Linked DNA regions of Mus musculus: regions 1, 2 and 4 are each linked to region 3. A link is a contact called in public HiChIP or PLAC-seq data. All regions are on one chromosome and are shown on one strand. The core of a region is the stretch at or near the end of the contact, and the rest is flanking DNA. Distances in the headings are between cores, read along the strand shown.

Region 1 (3,066 bases), core at 162-2,661, 470 kb before region 3:
TATAGCAGGAAATTTAATTACTTTGCAGTGGAAGTGGACGTGGGCACTTAGGAGGAAAACCAATCAAATCTGCGAACCGTGTTGGCACACATCGTTCAGTTCATCAAAGTTCTAGGGAGGCGGAGGCCGGTGAATCTCCATGAATTCAAGGCCAAGCGTGGTCTACATAAGGAGTTCCAGGCCAGCCAAGGCTACATAGTGAGAACCCATCTTAAAACAAACACAAAACAAAGGGGGCAATTATTTATTATTAAAAGTGTCAAAAAAAATTCTGGGCGTGGTGGCGCACTCCTTTAATCCCAGCACTCAGGAGGCAGAGGCAGGCGGATTTCTGAGTTCGAGGCCAGTCTGGACTACAGAGTGAGTTCCAGGACAGCCAGGGCTAAACAGAGAAACCCTGTCTCGGAAAACCAAAAAAAAAAAAAAAAAAAAAAAGTGTCAGACTATACATTAACACCCTGTCTCAGAAAAACAAAAACAAAAAACAAAGAAAGGGTCTTTTGGGGAGGGGTTGGGAGAGCTGAAGAGGTGGCTCACTGGTTAAGAGCATTGCTTCTCACCAGGTGGTGGTGGAGCACGCCTTTAATCCCAGCACTTGGGAGGCAGAGGCAGGTGGATCTCTGAGACCAGCCTGGTCTACAGAGTGAGTTCCAGGAAAGCCAGGGCTATACAGAGAAACCCTGTCTCGAAAACACCAAAACAAACAAACAAGAGCATTGCTACTCTTGCAGGGGGACTCAGATTCCATCCCGAGCACCCACAGGGCAGTTCACAACAGGTTGTCACTCAAGTTCCAGGGGATCTGACGCCCTTTTATGGCCGTCAGGAGCTCCTCCTGTATGCATGAAGGTAAAACACACACATTATTAAAAAAAAAAAAAAACCAGTCTATTTTAAAAAGCGTCTTGGATGGAGAAATGCCCGCTAGTGTGAATTCAGGGCTACCCAGGGCTGGGCTAACGCGCTGACACCGAGCTATAGCCCCAGTGCTCTTACAGTATTATTTTGAGTCCGAGGTCTCACTAAGTCACCCAGACTGGCCTTGAACTCGTGATTCTTCCGCCTAAGCCTATTGAGTGGCAGATTATTGTCCTGTGCTACTAGTGAAAGAGTTTCTTTAAGAGAGCGAATTCCTAAATTAGGACTGCTTGGATCCTCTTTCGCACGCAGGACATGGGAAATATTAACCACTTCTTTGGTGGCACAAGCCTCTAATCCGAGCACTTGGGAGGTGGAGCCAGGAGGATCACGGATTTGGAGTCAGACAAGGATATGTCAGACCCTCTCTCAGCAAACAACACAAGCCACAAACAAACAAACACTACAAGAACCTCAAAAGGCAATCATTGCCCCAGGCGTCAGCAGCATATCCGGAACCTTAACTGAGCTGAGCAGGAAAGACAGCGGGCAATCCGTAGAGGAGCGCCCAAGAATCTTGGCGTGGGAGACACGTAGGATTCTGGGACTTGTAGTTTTCTTCCAACTAGATCGGCTTCGCGGACTACATTTCCCAAGATGCACACGTAACAAGCGAGTCCCACTGTTGGGTGAGAATTGTGGAAGGTAAGTGTTCTGATCCGGCTGAAGGTTTCCCGCTGAGCATTCTTACTAGGGATTCCATCTGTCTCTTTTGTTCTCGAGGGGACAAGGAGGATTTATCCCGGCAAAACCCGACTGTTTAGCCGTTCACACGTAGCTGGGAAATCTCATGGAGAAAGCAGGGTCCTGAGCTCTTCTTGGATAGGAAGCCAAGCCTAAATATGTGTGCCTATCACTCGATAGCTCCGCATTATGTCAAAGACTGTGTCAAAGGCTTGTCTTTACAACTAGAAAACCAGACAGGCAAGTTTGTATGCCTTGATTTTTATGTGTCCAAGTAGCAGAATTTACAATGCAGGGTAAGCAGACAGAGTGATTACTTAGCGTCCATCCCAGAGGCCCTGGATTTGGTACCGAGAACCGTGTAGAAAAAGACAAAACAAAACTGACATACTAAAATTAAAAAATCTTTTGGAGAAATGATATAATTCGGTTTAGTTGTATTCCTTGGCCTGGGCTACAGGGAATTCTGTCTCAAGTAATGATAATAATAATAATAATAATATCTGATTTAAACCAAGTAGAGTTATAGAACAAATAGTCCCATGAGAGATAATATTAACAAAAATATAAATATTACTAAAACATGTTTATATTAGTAGCAGGTGAAAAATAATGGGCTATTAAAAGTCTGTTTTTTAGGGCTGGAGAGATGGCTCAGTGGTTAAGAGCACCCCCTGCTCTTCCAAAGGTCCTGAGGTCAACTCTCAACGACCACAAGGTGTCTCACAACCATCTCTGATGAGTTCTTCCCTCTTCTGGGAAGTAGGTGTACGCGCAGGTTGACCATTCATATACATAAAATAAGTAAAAAAAAATTTTTTTAAAGTTTGTTTTAAAAAATATTTAATTTTTTAAAATTAAATTTTATTTTATGTGTTTGGGTATTTTACCTGCGCGTGTATTTGCGCATCCCTTTTATTCCTCGGCGCTTGCAGAGCGCAGACGAGGGCCTGAAACTGGAGTTAAAGATAGTTGTAAGTCACCATTGTAGGTGCTGAGAATTGAAGGGCTTCCGGACGAACCGTCCTCCCTTCTGTTTCCCCAGTGCTACAATCCCAGGCCGGGGCCACCGTGGCAAAATTTTCATAGTCGAATAGAGTTCCGGTGTCTATCAATTGGTGGGTTAACTTGACTTGTAAAACCCAGCTGCTCTCATGGATTTCTTTCTCTCCAGAATAAGAATGAGCGGATTGACTTTCAGGCCGACAAAGGGCCGTTGGATCACCCACCTCAGCCGGCCGCGTTCTTGTGGACCCTCGGGGTTATTTGTGCCGCCCAGCCCTCCTTTGGACCCTGAAAAGATCAAAGAGTTACAGCGCTTCATTAGCCTTTCCAAGAAACTCCTCGTGATGACAGGCGCGGGGATCTCCACCGAGTCCGGCATCCCAGACTACAGGTCAGAAAAGGTGGGACTTTACGCCCGCACTGACCGGAGACCCATCCAGCACATTGATTTCGTCCGCA
Region 2 (2,976 bases), core at 313-2,812, 440 kb after region 3:
TGTCTCACCTGTCGTCCCCGCCCCCCCCCCCCATGGGAGCAACAATGCCAGCGTCTTCAATCTTTCCCCTAGAAACTTGACTGTGGCTATTTTACCCCCTATCTGGCCCTGGCAGTGATTGCTGGGATGGGCAAATGAGAGTAAGCAGGCTGTGGCTTGGGAGCTCTCTGGGCTCCATACTGTACAGGGCTGCTGCCAGAGTTCGGTGGGGAGAGGAGGGCTCTCAGCATCTCCACCTATCCCCCCTGGCCTGGTATTTGCTTAATGAGCATCTATTACACTGCTTGTCAAAGTCATCTTAAATGACAGAAGGGGAACAGCTAAGGCAGGAGTCCCAGCTGGACCATGGCCCCTTACCTTGAAGAGCAGGGGAGTTCCCTGAACTTACACAGACAGACAGACAGACAGACAGACAGACACACACACACACACCAGGAAGGTCCTGGCTCCCCTCTCTCTCTGGCTCAGGCAGGACATTCACCTTTTCAAGAGAAGCCTGTTTGAAGGCTGAAGCCCACATTTTTCTGGGGACCCTGGGAACTCCAGTTGCTGGCTGGGTACATGGTAGGGTTCATGGGGACCTCCTTTTAAGCATCCTGCTTAAAAGTAAGAGGTTGCTCTGTTTGGGAGTCTGGGAGACTCCAGACACTGCAGGAGACATAGGCAGAGTTCTGAACACCTGTCCTCAGGGGCAGGGACAGCTGGCACTGCCTGCCTCCCTCCCCCACCTCGAGTGGGGATTTAGGTCATAAGATTGCGGCCGGGGAGGACAGGGAGTTGGCCTTCACCTTCTACTACACCAAGGCATTCGGCCTTGGCCATTCTGGCTCCACTCAAAGCCAGCTGTGTTGTCACAATTCTGGTGACATCAAAGGTCGGGCAGTGATGTCACATGCAGCCCATTGGAACATGCTGTCTTTGTGAGTTATTTGTAACAATAGACACACAAATGTCTTGCCTGGAAAGACACCATCCTCAGACATGAAGTTTTGGGACTCCCTGTCTCTGAGCTCTGTCTCTTTAAGATCCCAAAGGTGGTTTTGTAGACCCCCTCCATGCTGGCCAACCCTGGCTGCCCCCAATCAATCTTTACAAAAGTACAAGATTCCCTAAGAATCTCCAGAGGACAGGGCCACCACCTTTGTTAGCTTCATGGGTGGGGTGCCTTTCCTCTGACAAATACCGATGTCAGTAGAATACCCACGAGGGTCCACAATCTCCACTCCAGCCAGTCCAAATAAGTTGTGTGGGCAGGACAAGGGTGGACAAGTAGCATTGCTGTCTCTGGGCACCCAACAACCTAGGGCCCTTTTAGGGCCAGTCCAGGTTGCCAGGTTGCGAGGAGCTGTCCCCAGCTCAAACCCAAAATTCTGCACCCCGCAACTCACCGTATCAGGCAGTCGGACGAAGGGCACCAAATCTCAGAGGCCACGACGCTCCGATCTGCGGGTTGCGGCCATGCAGGGGTGATAAAGATTGCTGGAGAAAGGCCCCCTTAGGGGGCCGATGTCTTTCTTCGTATGGAAAGGGGAGCCGTCGGTGAGGGCGATCCCTGCGTCCGGAAGCGCCGTCCGAAGTCGGAAAAAGGTTTTTTTTTCCCCCCTCTCAGTACCCGTCGCGTCCGCCTGGGACCCCGGCCGCTCGCGCGCTCAGGCGGCGCATCCTCGCAGGAGACTGTGCTCCATACGTCCGGCGGGAGGCGCTGCGCCTCCCTTCGGGGCCCGGCTCACCGCTGCAGCTCTGCCCGCGCCTCTCCCAGGGCGCCCTCTCCGTCCGCGCTGGGAGGCCGGCGGCCGCGGCCCCTCTCGCCAGCCCCAGCTGCAGCCTGTCTTTGTTGCTTCCTCTCGCTTGCCCTCCCGCCCTCGGCTTGCAGCTCCCGGCTTTGCTCAGAGGTGGAGAGTCCGTCTCCTCGGAGGGTTGCACGCACCTGCAGCGGCCCGGGCTCCTCGCCCGGCGTGCACCGGCCCCCGCAGGTTGCAGAGAGCAGCGCCGAGAATGAGCCGGCCCCTCCTCCTCCTGCTCCGAGCTCCGGGTGTGGGGGGAGGGGAAGCCGGCGAGCAGCGGCAGTGGCAGCCGCAGCGAGCGGCAGAGACTGGGATGTAGCCTCGCGGGCCTTGGCGCTGAGGACCAGCAGATCCAGCAGGCGCAGGGCAGACTCGGGGATGGAGAGCCGTGCACCCGGTATGGTGCTCGAGCGCCGCAGCAGCGGTCGGCGCACAGGTCTCTCCCGTGCCCGTGGCCCGGGACGGTTCGCGGGGCTCCCGGAGCCGCAACCTCGCGCTGCCCAGCACCCTCGCCTAGCCTCGGGCCCGGCTCTTCGCCCGGCCTGGCCGGCGCGCGCAGCCTCTTCGCAGAGCTGCCGGCCCGGCAATGCTGCCCGCTGCTCCGCTCCGGCACGACTGACAGGCGCGGGCGCCCGCTCCTGCCGCTGCGTCTCACCCCCGGTCCGCCCCCCGCGTTACGGCCCAATCAGCTGCAGCCGAGAGGCGGTTACCACGGTGACGCGGCGCCGCGTCCTCCGCGAGGCGGGGCTGGGGGCCGCCACGCGCGCTTTTCGCGGCAAAATTCAAAGGCCGGCAGGGCGGCTCTCCAACCTTTTTCCCCAAGCGGGGATGAGGCGGGTCCTGCTCCTAGAGGACTACAACTCCCGGCTTGCTGCGAGCCTAAAACAGGCGAAGGAGTCCCGATTGGAAGGGCAAGGCATGCTGGTTGTTGTAGTCCCTTTGTCGAAGACCTAAAGGGTTGAAAGCAGGTAATCCTATTCACTGAGTACCTGTTTGAGGGTAGGTACTATGCATTATTCCGTTTACTCTTGGAACAGGCCCTATGAGGAGTGTGTTAAAGATAGTAAAAATAGGTTGGGGTGACACCAAATGGTAAAGGGTGCGGTTTGCAAGACCCAACATCAAACCTTGGGACAACCTAAACACACACACACACAGAGCAAAGTGCATACTACACTTAAATTTTTCAAAA
Region 3 (2,872 bases), core at 299-2,798:
CCATGGCAGCACCAACATTACCTAGTCCATCTGCAGGTAAGAAACTGAATCCCACCTGCCATTGAGATGCCCCTCCCTCACTGCTGCTCACAACTATTAGTCTGTCCTTTTAAACCACAACTGGAGCCACCAAAACCCAACTTTTCTTTTAGTTATTTCCTCTCAACTTCCCAGTTACCTTCTTTTTCAGATTGTGCATACATCGCTGCCGTTTGCATTACTAAAGCATGTTCGATCACTAACCCTCCATCAGGACACAGTGAGCTCCCGACTTAGCATAACCATCCCTTGTTTTCGTGTATAACCCGGCTCTTTTACTGTCTCCCTATGGTAGTTACAGCTCACTTACGCTCCCAACACTTGACAGTTTGCCCCGTGCTTTGGGAAGGTAGCCACACAATCTGTACAGGTTAGGGAAAAGGCAATTCTGGTACTTAAAGGTTTAGGGTCAAGGAATGAAGAACTAACTCACTTTTCCGAAGGTAGCCACACAATCTGTACAGGTTAGGGAAAAGGCAATTCTGGTACTTAAAGGTTTAGGGTCCAGGAATGAAGAACTAACTCACTTTTCCAATTACAAAACGAAGCGGACCTTCAACCCCACTCTTCGGAAAAGTCGACAGTTCTGGTACCAAGCCACAAGTGCTTGAAACCATCTCCGATCTCTTAGGCTGCAGCGACCAGGTTCCCCGCCCGCCCGGTACCTACCACCAACCCACCCATCTCCTGTTTTCTCACCCTCAAGCCACAGCTCAACTACACCATTCCCACTCGCCCCCGGTACAACCAACCTCCTTCCGCGGCAAACACTCCACGCCTCTGCCCTTCTCACCTCTTTCCCCCCAAACTTGGACGCATCTGTCACCTCCCCCCTGTAAATCACAAGTGTGTGTGCCTCAGCCCTAAACACGCTGCTAAAAAAAGTCCCACAGGCAGGGGGACTCAACCTGGACGGACACACACACACATTCCCGTGATCGAGCCCTCCACCCCCAGAACACCGGCCAGCACTCTTCGAATCCCCAGAGCAGAGTACCAACCCCTTTACAAAGACTACCCATGACCCCGCTGCTACCGACGACTTCCTTTACAGAATGTGGCCATCCTGGAACAAGACTCCCCCTCTCCGCTGTGCCAGGGCTCGATCACGGGGCCGCAGGGCCTCTGCCCACCGCGGAAGCGGTCGCTCCCGCCCTCACTACTTGCAAGTTGTGCCTCTTACCACCTGTTCTCGCCGAGAGTGGGGTACACCTTCGCCCGGGCCCGTTCTCTGCCCACCCTTCTCCAGCTTCCCCCCTGGCCCGCCAGCACCCGCGCCAGTCGGTTCCGCTGCGCGGCTCGAATGACCGCCCCTCCCCCGGGCTCGGAGGACGCCCAGCGGCCCGCACCCCGAGCCCCGCGAGCACCTGCGGCCCGGCCCGGCCCGGCCTCCTCGTCCCCAAAAGCCCGCACTCACCACGAATAGGTCTGTTCCGCCATGGTGCTGCCTCTCGGGGGCTCCGCGGCTCGCTCGGCCGGCGGCAGAGGGCGCGGCCGGGGGCCCCGGCGGCTCGCTCCTTCACTCGCTCGCACGGAGGACAGGCAGTCGGGCTCCGACAGACTCCGACGGGCCCCGCTCCCTGGGCCCCGGAGCGGGCGCGGGCCCCGGGCTCCGCGCTCGGCCTCGTCAGCCGCGGCGGCGGCGGCGGCTCCGCTGCGGCTCCAAACCCAACATGGCGGCGGCGGCGGCGGCGCGGAGAACAAGGGCCCCGAAACGGTGGCTCGGGCCCGCGCTCAGTGCGCGCCGGGCCGCGGGAGCGCCGCGCTCGGGCGGCGGCGGCGGCGGCCGGGGGACATGGCCGGCGGCGGCGGCGGCAGCGGCGGCAGCAACGGCTGAGGGGGGCGCTAGGCGGTGAGGCGAGGCCGCTCGAAGCACACCCGCCCGCCGAGGGAGGAGGGAGCGAGCGAGCGGGCGGGGGCGAGCCCGGGCCGCTGGTCACGTGCCCAAAACACGCTCACGTGACCCCGGCGCCCCGCCCCCTCGCGCGCGCTGCCCATGCGCGGAGCGCTCAGCCCAGGTCGGCTCGGGGCTACGGTTAGCTGCAGCGGCCGCCGCGCGCTAGGCCCCTTGGGCGCGCAGTGGTCCTCCCCGGTGCGCGGCGGTTGACTGCCACTCAGCTGTCAACCTTCCATCATCCACCGTCGGCTGTCCCTGGGTCCTCAGCTGCCAGTCAACTGTCAAAATGCGGACAGAGCGCTGCATTCGGGTTCCCGCGCTGCGCGGTCCCCCTCCTTGGTTTCTGCAAACGTCCCTTCGCGGCGCCTGGTGCCAAGTCAAATGCTACCATGCTCGTCTTCATAGAAGCGATCAGCGGGGTCCTTGTTGGGTGCCAGCTAGGCGTCAGCGCCTTCACCTAGGCCCTTGTCCTTACATGCATATTCTCAGGGAAGAGACATAGGTGGTTCGAGCTGGCTAAAGCACGAAGATTATTTCAGAGTCATGGGGCTATTAATAATGGAGAGCAATTAATAGAGACTAAAGGAAGGGTGCAGGCTACTTTGATAGGGTGAATGGGCATAACTCAGTTGTTAGAGCGTTGTGTGTGACCATGTGTTAGGAAAAAAAATTTAAAAACCCAGGCCTAGTGGTGCGTGCCTTTAATCCCAGCAAAGGCAGGCAGATCTCTAAGAGTTTGCGGCCAGCCTGGTCTACATAGTGAGTTCCAGGCCAGCCAAGAATACATAGAGAGACTCTATAATGAGTTAATGAAAGACAGGGAGAAACGTGAAGAAGCATATAGCAAGAGATGAGGAAACATATTTAAGCTACACAGTGTATGTTTCTGACCACATGACATTCTGGAAAAATGACTATGGAAACAGCAAAAAGTTC
Region 4 (3,319 bases), core at 136-2,635, 340 kb before region 3:
ATCTTCCTACCCCATCTCACTCTTATGAGCCACCTCACTTGGCGTGTGTCTTAGTCAGGGTTTCTATTCCTGCACAAACATGATGACCAAGAAGCAAGTTGGGGAGGAAAGGGTTTATTCAGCTTACACTTCCACCCTGCTGTTCATCACCAAAGGAAGTCAGGACTGGAACTCAAGCAGGTCAGAAAGCAGGAGCTGATGCAGAGGCCATGGAGGGATGTTCTTTACTGGCTTGCCTCCTCTGGCTTGCTCAGCCTGCTCTCTTATAGAACCCAAGACTACCAGCCCAGAGATGGTCCCACCCACAAGGGGCCTTTCCCCCTTGATCACTAATTGAGATGCCTTACAGATGGATCTCATGGAGGCATTTCCTCAACTGAAGGTCCTTTCTCTGTGATAACTCCAGCTGTGTCAAGTTGACACAAAACTAACCAGTACAGCGTGTTTTGTTGTTTTTGTTTTTATGGAGACAGGGTCTCACTATGCAGCCTCTGGATAGCCTAGAACTCTGTAGAGGAGGCTGGCCTGGGGTCAGTTCCATCTGCGTCTTCCTCGCAGATACTAGCATTAAAGATGCGAGGCTTTTAGACCAAAATAAATAAATAAATAAATAAACAAATAAATAAATAAAAAGGGAAAAAGGAGATATTTGTAAAGTTCTACAGACAAAATTTAACAGATGTGTGTAGTATTCAAAGCGGGAGCAGGAACATTGAACAAACGCTGAGGATATGGAGCTAAACAAAGTCCAGATTTGCTGGCAATTGCAGGGTCCTTACTGGTTCCTGGGTCTGTTCCTTGACTCATTAATACACGGTTTCATACATTCATTCATTAAATTGCATAAAGCACCTGCTACTTGCCATGAAAGATTTCGGGTAACTCTCGGGATGCAGCGCTGGCAAAAATCTAAGCACTGCGGACTTTACAGTCTATGTAGGGCACAACGGAAGAGAATAACAACGGTCTTTAAGAGCGATAGGGACAATGATAACGACAAGGACAGGGCTGTCGAGGGCCTGGGAAATCGCGGAATTAGAAGGCAGCGAGCGAGGAAAGAGAATGGCGCCTCCGCTAACGTGACTTGTTCTCCGCACTTCAGATCCTGTCCAGGGACTCCAAAGAAGGGAGCGATTAAAACCAGAAAAGCTCGCAAAAGTTCAGTTCCGCGGACATCCTCACCTAGGCGCTGACAAGCAGGGAGATGGGGCACAGGAACGGGGCGCATGCGCGCTCTCGCTCCAGCCGCCCCAGGGACGGATAAAGTGCGCAGGCGCTGGAGTTCCTAGCCAGGTCTGAGAAGGCGTTGCCCAATAGGAACGTCGTTCGGCGTCTTTGTCCCGCCCCCTTCGCCCGTCCCCATTTCCGCTTCCGGCGCGCCGGTGTAGTTCCATGATGGCGTCGGCGGTGCTGTCAGCGTCTCGGGTCTCTCGGCCGCTGGGCCGGGCCCTCCCCGGGTTGAGGCGGCCCATGTCGAGTGGCGCCCACGGCGAGGAGGGTTCAGGTACCCGGGGGCTCTCGGATGGGCGTGGGGTCTCGGCGGGTGGCGTGCGGCGGCGTGGCGGGGCCGGAGCCCGGGGCGGTGACCTTGGCGGGAGGGAGCGGCCGAGGCTGACGTTGTGGCCCCCGCCGCAGCTCGGATGTGGAAGGCCCTCACCTACTTCGTGGCGCTGCCCGGGGTGGGAGTGAGCATGCTCAACGTGTTCCTCAAGTCGCGGCACGAAGAGCACGAGAGACCCCCGTTCGTTGCCTACCCTCACCTGCGCATCAGGACCAAGGTAGGCGCTGCGCCTTTACTGTCCGTCTGTCCGTCCGTCCTCCAGGCATCCGTTATTGCGGGGTTGTCCACTCCCCTGGCCCAGCCCTTGGGGGAGTTTTAGGATCTTGGCTGCCTGTCCGTCCGTGCAGATAGAATATTTTATTTACTCTTCGTTTGACGGAAGGGAAGCCAGTTTGTAGGTCGTGGCTCGGTTTTCTTAAAAGGCCACCCAGTAAATGCCTGCGGGCTTTCAGCTCCTCCAACTTGTCACCTTTTGTCCAATGGTGCACTTTATTAGCTTCCTGCGGGAAAGTTTGGAGGTTTGGGGTGTCCCTTTATAGCCGCAAATCCTGAAGGTGATCCGGGATCCGGGCGATTGGCGTAGGCTTAAGCACAGACTGCCCGTTGGTTCTCACAGTGCCTGTCGTTTTATCAGTTCTTTGCCTTGGCTGTTCGTGTAGAAACCCTGTCTCGAAAAACCAAAAAAAAAAAAAAAAAAAAAAAAAAGACAGTTATAATGTCTCATGATGTATTTTAACAAGCCCGTCTTCCACTGTATCACCTAATTCACCTAAGACTGGCCTTGCAGAAACTTATTCTAGACTTCAATTTTACAACCCAGAAGGCTCCATGCCGTTCCCGTACAGCCTCAGCACTTGAGAGGCCAAAGAGAGCCAATGTCTTGTTCAAGGCCAGTCTGGTCTACAAAGTGAGCTCCAGGACAGCCAGGGGGGAGACTTTCTCAGAAAAAGAAAAGGTGTTTGACAGCAGCCTTGCCTTGGGGCTCTGCCCACTAGGTGGCAGTAGCACCCCCCTCCTAAGGCCTCTAGATAATGCTCCCATATCCCGCCCCTGGCACTTGGGGTCAGAAAACAAGCGTTTTCTCAGTAGTAGCTATCAGGAAGTTTCTATCAGTAGTAGTTGCTGGTTATTCTCTGCCACGTTATGAAATGGAGATTAGCTTGGGCTAAATGGGGTTACCACAGAAAGCCAAAAATGGTTGTGAGCTATTGACCAAGAGCAATGCTTTTCAAACATGGAGGGGAAGGGACAGGAGAGAGGGCTCAGTGGTGTAGAGTGCTGCTGCTCTTACAGAAGAGCCTAGTTTCCAGTGGGTGGCTCACAACATTCTTTAGCCCCAGCTGCAGGCAGGGATGATATCTTTGGTCTCTGTGTACACCTACACTCGTGCATATACCCACAGAGATGTACACAGAATAATATTCATGCTGGCAGAGGCAGGTGGTCAACATAGCACATTCTAGGACATCCAGGGCTACATAAAGAGACCCGTCTCAAAATCAGACAAAACTATGATTGGCAGAGTCATACATGCTGTAACCCCAGCACTGCAGGCAGAGGCAAGAGGAGCGTTGTAAGTTTTTGATTAGACTGTTCTATTTAGTGTTCCAGGTTAGCTAGATAAGGAAACCCTGTTTCAGCAACCTTGCCAAGTCTGCCAGTGAGGGCTAGTCTCTTGGGATCCACTCTATAGGAGGACAGAACTTCTTCTTTTGTTTTTTTGGTTTTTTTTTTTTTTTGCGGGGGGGGGGGGGTTGG

The links. HiChIP or PLAC-seq counts read pairs in DNA pulled down with a chosen protein or histone mark.
Region 1: a contact with region 3 is called in an H3K4me3 HiChIP or PLAC-seq map of neural tube, with 4 times the contacts expected there. The contact joins the promoter of Sirt4 here to the promoter of Sppl3 in region 3. A contact is called at or near these places in 7 of 115 datasets of contacts at active chromatin or transcription factors (embryonic limb bud, embryonic stem cells, large pre-B cells and 3 more) and 1 of 9 other capture datasets (macrophages).
Region 2: an HNF4G HiChIP or PLAC-seq map of pancreatic cancer cells shows a contact between it and region 3. The contact joins the promoter of Fam222a here to the promoter of Sppl3 in region 3. A contact is called at or near these places in 2 of 115 datasets of contacts at active chromatin or transcription factors (memory CD8 T cells and pancreatic cancer cells).
Region 4: an H3K4me3 HiChIP or PLAC-seq map of embryonic stem cells shows a contact between it and region 3, with 2.9 times the contacts expected there. The contact joins the promoter of Cox6a1 here to the promoter of Sppl3 in region 3. A contact is called at or near these places in 1 of 484 Hi-C or Micro-C datasets (CD4 T cells), 9 of 115 datasets of contacts at active chromatin or transcription factors (effector CD8 T cells, embryonic basal ganglia, embryonic stem cells and 4 more) and 3 of 9 other capture datasets (adipose tissue, embryonic stem cells and liver).

The regions. Positions count from the first base shown.
Region 1 is chr5:115,482,829-115,485,894 of GRCm38.p6, reverse strand. Sirt4 (sirtuin 4) reads left to right here and starts at 1,411. Exons shown (of 5, transcript NM_133760.1): 1 at 1,411-1,563; 2 at 2,777-3,066. The coding sequence starts at 2,784. Gm42007 (a long non-coding RNA gene) reads right to left here and starts at 1,445. Exons shown (of 2, transcript XR_878704.2): 1 at 1,332-1,445.
Region 2 is chr5:114,566,837-114,569,812 of GRCm38.p6, reverse strand. Fam222a (family with sequence similarity 222, member A) reads right to left here and starts at 1,562. Exons shown (of 3, transcript NM_001004180.1): 1 at 1,389-1,562.
Region 3 is chr5:115,010,200-115,013,071 of GRCm38.p6, reverse strand. Sppl3 (signal peptide peptidase 3) reads right to left here and starts at 1,548. Exons shown (of 11, transcript NM_029012.2): 1 at 1,457-1,548. The coding sequence starts at 1,479.
Region 4 is chr5:115,347,024-115,350,342 of GRCm38.p6, reverse strand. It overlaps Cox6a1 (cytochrome c oxidase subunit 6A1), which reads left to right and starts at 1,385. Exons shown (of 3, transcript NM_007748.5): 1 at 1,385-1,504; 2 at 1,636-1,778. The coding sequence starts at 1,396.